Regions from separate parts of the Mus musculus genome. Here region 1 is linked to region 2. A link is a contact called in public HiChIP or PLAC-seq data. All regions are on one chromosome and are shown on one strand. The core of a region is the stretch at or near the end of the contact, and the rest is flanking DNA. Distances in the headings are between cores, read along the strand shown. Region 1 overlaps Tada2a (transcriptional adaptor 2A). Region 2 holds the start of Heatr6 (HEAT repeat containing 6).

What was found. HiChIP or PLAC-seq counts read pairs in DNA pulled down with a chosen protein or histone mark.
Region 1: a contact with region 2 is called in an H3K4me3 HiChIP or PLAC-seq map of stem cell-derived neural progenitor cells, with 2.7 times the contacts expected there. The contact joins the enhancer-like site here to the promoter of Heatr6 in region 2. A contact is called at or near these places in 3 of 39 promoter capture datasets (cranial neural crest and liver), 2 of 484 Hi-C or Micro-C datasets (epiblasts and nephron progenitors) and 2 of 115 datasets of contacts at active chromatin or transcription factors (pancreatic cancer cells and stem cell-derived neural progenitor cells).

Annotation. Positions count from the first base shown.
Region 1 is chr11:84,099,725-84,102,424 of GRCm38.p6, forward strand. The region is part of intron 8 of Tada2a (transcriptional adaptor 2A); the gene reads right to left. Among named protein-coding and RNA genes, the nearest start is that of Tada2a, 28 kb to the right of the region's middle. Within about 2 kb of position 1,402, at least 21 of the 459 cell types and tissues checked have an H3K27ac peak or open chromatin away from gene starts, as enhancers often do. A contact at or near this core is called in pancreatic cancer cells and stem cell-derived neural progenitor cells, where this site is marked.
Region 2 is chr11:83,752,235-83,754,934 of GRCm38.p6, forward strand. It overlaps Heatr6 (HEAT repeat containing 6), which reads left to right and starts at 1,403. Exons shown (of 20, transcript NM_145432.3): 1 at 1,403-1,707. The coding sequence starts at 1,489. It overlaps Wfdc21 (WAP four-disulfide core domain 21), which reads left to right. Exons shown (of 3, transcript NM_183249.2): 3 at 260-412.

The sequences.
Region 1 (2,700 bases), core at 152-2,651, 350 kb after region 2:
GAAGAGCAGCTTTAAATTTGAGGCTAACTTACGCTACAGTGTAAAACCATAACTCAAACAAACAAAAAACCAAAAAAACAAAACAAAACAAAACAAAAAACCAAAAAAACAAAACAAAACAAAAACAAACGAAAAAGAGGGGCCACTGAGATGGTTCAGTAATAAAGACACATACCACCAAACCAGACAATCTGACTTTGATCCCTGAAATTCACATGATGGAAGAAGAGAGCCAACTCCTACAAGTTGTCCTCTGACCTCCATATTAGTGTCATGGCATACACACATGCACACACATACCACACACATAGAACTAAATAAATTACCCCCGCAAAACACCCTCAAAACCAACAAAATCTTGATGGTATTGTACAATGCTAAGGACAGACTTGAGAATGGTTCTGCTACTTGCTGCTTGTATATAATTTCCAGTTTCTCCATCTGTAAAGCCAAAATAATGGTAACTCTCAACTCAGAGGGTCTTGTAAGTATTAGATGACTTCACAGAGCTAAGTGAAGTGGTGCATACCATAAGCCATGCAGTAGGCTAAAACAGAAAAAAAAGAGTTTGAGAGCAGCTTAGGTTACATAGCAAGACCCTGTTCCAATAGAAAAAAAATTCATATATGTGAAGGACTTAAAATGGCACCTGGCAAACAGTAAATGAAATATATCTTAGCTATTAATAGTAGTATTAATGTTAGTATTATTATAGCATTTCTACCTATGCATATACAACTGGTTTCTATAAAATGAGAGACAGTAACAAGTGAATGCAGAAAGATCTGCTGGACCTCTGGTATACAGTTAAAGGTCTAAAAGCTGGGAATTTAAATAGAAGAAATACACTGTGGAGAATAAAGGGGGTCCATGGCTGGCAGAGGAGCCTTGATGAAGTGAAGTTTCACAGAGAGATGGCATGCATGTTTGGCATGGTGGCACATGAGTGAAGTATCAGTGTGTGAAAACAGACGGACACAGCAGGATTCCAGGACAGCCTGATCCACAGGGCAAGTTCTAAGTCAGCCTTGGCGACAGAGTTAGTCTGAAACCAACCAGCCAGAGGGAGCGCAAACTATGCTAGCATATAACCCTGAGAAGCCTTGCAAACCCTGACTCAGCCCACAGTGCCTGGTGCCTTCACTTCCCTGGGTTATAGGACAATAACCAGAAAGACGATCCACCCATAAGTTTAGGACCCTGGGACATTTTAAGAAAGGGGTTGTCCACATATTTAGAGAGATTTTTTTCCGCAGATAAAAAGAGGTGAGCCTAGTGGGCCGGCTCACTAAGCATCTGCCTGGAAATCTCACAGTGTCACAAGACTGGAGACTTAATGAGTCCTCGTTTCTTTCTGCACCAGCAATAGCTTATGTCAACAAGGTAGGAGACAGTACCACTCACGAGACTACAGAACTTCCTTATTTTCCTCAGACATTGCTGTACGGGACATGCGTTTCCTGGACCCATGGTAGGAACCTTCTGGTATACTTGGAATGTAATTAACTATCACTCTATTGCACCCATGACTCTATAATAGACTACAAAGCTGACTTTATTGGATAAATTCCATGAATCAACACAAATCTTTGGGTGACACAAAGAAAGCTTGTTGGCATCAGCCCAAATTCCTTTCAGTATTATGAGTGAGGGAGTCTGAAAGGAATGTTGCTAATGCCCAGCTGTATTAGAAGTACAATGGTATGGAATAATAACACCAGCCTGCATTGCACACCATCATCCACTGGACACATGTACACCCTGACTAATTGGTGTCATTCTTCACTGATATGGGACACAAAGAAACAGGACTCCAAGGACTTGCCCAGGATTCCACAGTGACTCAGAAGCAAGCCCAAGCTTGAATCAATGTCCCGATTCCCACCAATCTGTGCCCCTCCGTGTGCCAGGTATGCTTAAACGTTCCTTCTTGTTCCTTCCTGAGTCTCTTGGGCTCTTGGACTACTTTAGTTATTGTTCTGAGAGATTGCTGGGGACAGCATGTGTCAGCCATGGCTATGCTGTCAGAAAGGCTACTCAAAGAGCTCAGAGCCATAAACAAGGTACTGACAGTGTGCTGCCAGGAAGACACGCCCTTGATCTCCAGTGCTTCCCAAATAGTCTCTTTAAGAGCAGTTATCTGTGTATCATACAGTTCACAACACTCAGTCTCCAGTGTGGAGGAAAGTGACACATCCCAGTAAATGCAGCACCCAGGAGCTGGACATAGAATCAGGAGTTCAAAACTATCCTTGCCAAAAAAAAAAAAAAAAAAAAAAAAAACACCAACCAACCAACCAAACAAACAAACAAAAAAGTTGGGCGGTGGTGGTGCATGCCTTTAACCCCAGCACTTGGGAGGCAGAGGCAGGCAGATTTCTGAGTTCGAGGCCAGCCTGATAACAGAGTGAGTTCCAGGACAGCCAGGGCTACATAGAGAAACCCTGTCTTGAAAAACCAAAAAAAAAAAACCCAAAACTCTCCTTGGCTATAAGGCAAGTTTGGGACTCTAGGCTATGTAAGACGCTGTCTCCATTTCTAACATGGGAAGCGGAGCTGGGGAAACAGATCAGTCGGTAAAGCTCTTAACCTGAACCCACTTGAAAGAAAGGCTGGGCGTGGTGGCACATACTTACAATTCTCGGGGAGTTGGAGACAGCCACATCCCCAGGGCTCACTGTGCATCTAGTCTAGTCTACC
Region 2 (2,700 bases), core at 153-2,652:
GACCCCACCGGGGCTGGCCCCCAGCACCAAAGTGTTCATGTTCAGAGTATTTATCTATCCAGCCCACCTGTAGTGCTTTCTGGCTTTCTGATGGTGCTATGGATTTCCAGCATCAAGATCTAATGTTTCTCATTGCACTCTGGGCAGTAGCCAGGTACCCAAAACAGCAGGTCTCGTGTATAATTTTTATATCTATTTCTCCAACAAAGAATTTTCTCAAAGGCCATCTTCCCTGATTACTGTTCATTTCTTCCTATAGCTTCTACCTGGAAAAAAAAATGTGTCTGTTTGGAGCTCTGTGACCAAGAAAACAGTTGAAAATGGAGGCCATGTATGGAGATTACAAGCAGCACAGTGGAGTGGGACAAGGAGTTGTTTCTTTTAATAAATCATTAATGTAAAAGTCTCAACACTTCTTGAGTTATTTTCTTGGAGGTTGTTATGGTTTGAATATGACACGTCTCCCTGGTCCATAGTTGATTGTACTGTTTGGGAAGAAGGGGCCATGCTGGAGGAGATAGGTCAACGGGGTATTTTGTCCTGGGCTTGACATGTTTCTTGTTGTTTCCTGGTTGCTTTAGGTGAGAAGCCTCAACCAAATACCCCTGCTGTCACGATCATTCTCCTTTACTACAAAGCAGCAGATTCAGTCAAGCATAGCCTTAAACCACCTAAAATAGTGCACCAAAAAATTAATAATAATAATAATAATAATAATAATAAATCCTCCTTCCTTTAAACTGTTCCTCTCAGTTATCTAATCCTAATCGTGAAAAAGCTACTAATGTCAATACGTTAAGTTTTTGTCTTAGTCAGGGTTTCTATTCCTGCACAAACATCATGACCAAGAAGCAAGTCAGGGAGGAAAGGATTTATTCAGGTTACAATTTCCACATTGCTGTTGATCGCCAAAGGATGTCAGGACAGGAACTCAAGCAGGTCAGGAAGCAGGAGCTGATGCAGAGGACATGGAGGGATGTTACTTACTGGCTTGCTTCTTCTGGCTTGCTCAGCCTGCTCTCTTATAGAACCAAGACTACCAGCCCAGAGATGGTCCCACCCACAAGGGGCCCTTCTCCCTTGATCACTAATTGAGAAAATGCTCCACAGCTGGATCTCATGGAGGCACTTACTTCCCCAACTGAAGCTCCTTTCTCTGTGATAACTCCAGCTTGTGTCCTATCAGAACATCAAGAGTAGAAGGAAGCCATATAGCTCACTTTTCTGTCACTGCCATGTAGAAGAGTGCTCTCCAACTCCAGCCAGAATCTGAAACTCTAGCAACGTCAGCCCTGCCCAAGAGCAAACTTTCTGAGAGGGTAAGGGGTGGTGGGTGGCCTTATTTCTGCTGCCTTTTACCTATCCTAATCACAGAACGACTTGCAACCTACAGTTCAAATGATGGCTTTCCGGAACTGGAGCACACACCCAGGCCCTGCCCCAAGCGGTGCCCCGGAAGTATTTCCCAGGCTTTCTCACGGAGGAAAAATGGCGGCGGTGCAGGTCGCCGCCTCTCTTCCTTGTGGGCAGCCGCGAGAGGCCCCGCGGGAACTGTCGCCGGAGCAGGACGATGGGTTCCGCCGCTTGTCTGCCAGGCTCCGCGCGCTGCAGCCGGATGACAGCACCGTGTCCCGCATGGAGATTCACCTGCTCTTCGACCAGCTCATCTCCGAGAACTACAGCGAGGGCGGCGGCGTGGCCCCCGAGGTAGGCGGCGCGCCTCATCCTGCCCGGACAACGGCTGGTTCCTCCCTCCGGCCCCTCCGGCTCTCACCCACGTCCCGGATGACTTAGTTCCAGGCTGGCTTTCTCCCTCGGTCCGTGCCATATCTCTCTGCCCTCCATCTGAAAGCTTGCAAGCCAGCATCTTTTCAAAGGCTTCTGCTCTGACGCCCTCAGCTGCCATCCCTGGTGAGCGACTCCGGGAATGTCGGAGCGAGGGTAGTCTTAGTTGATTTCGCTGATGTACGCACTGAAGCTCACAAGAGATCCAGCGTCACGGTTTGGGCAAATGGCAGAGCTAGATTGGAACCTAAATTTGTCGTAAGGCCTGTATTTTCTGTTTTGTTTCGGCACTAGCTCTCGTTTGCTTCCACTTCTCCTGTCAGGATCATCTCATTCATACACATCCGCTCTTGTATATCACTGATTCCCAGAACCCCTGAGCCAGTCCTACCTGCGAGCATCTCAAACTTGATAGCTCGTATAGATGAATACATTGTCTCCCATACTCCTAATCCCCTATTCATTCTACCCTACCCCACCCCAAATACACACAAGGCATGCACACTGCTTCTTTTCTTTACCCTGGAGCCTGTTGGATTAAAATTCTTCAGTCTGTCTCAAACATGTTTCTCAGTTCACACTCTTCTCTCCCTAGTCTCTCACTGATCTTCCTCTATTCTAGCCCCATTCCAGACTATTCTTTGCCAGAGTCTGCTATTGGAAAAACAAAAACAAAAAACAAACAAAACGCATACAAGTGTACGCATAATCAGAGATTTTCTATGTATATTGGCAAATGGCAGAAGCAAGCGGCCAAACAGTAAGAGAAAAATATGGGGCTTAAGGATGTAAAGGGGAAAAGAATCCCGAGCAGCTCACCACGGATAAGGGAGCAGAGTGGAACTAAGTGAAATTAAGGGAGCTTTTTATTTATATACTTGGCTATTTTGCACAACAACAACAACAAAATGTGTG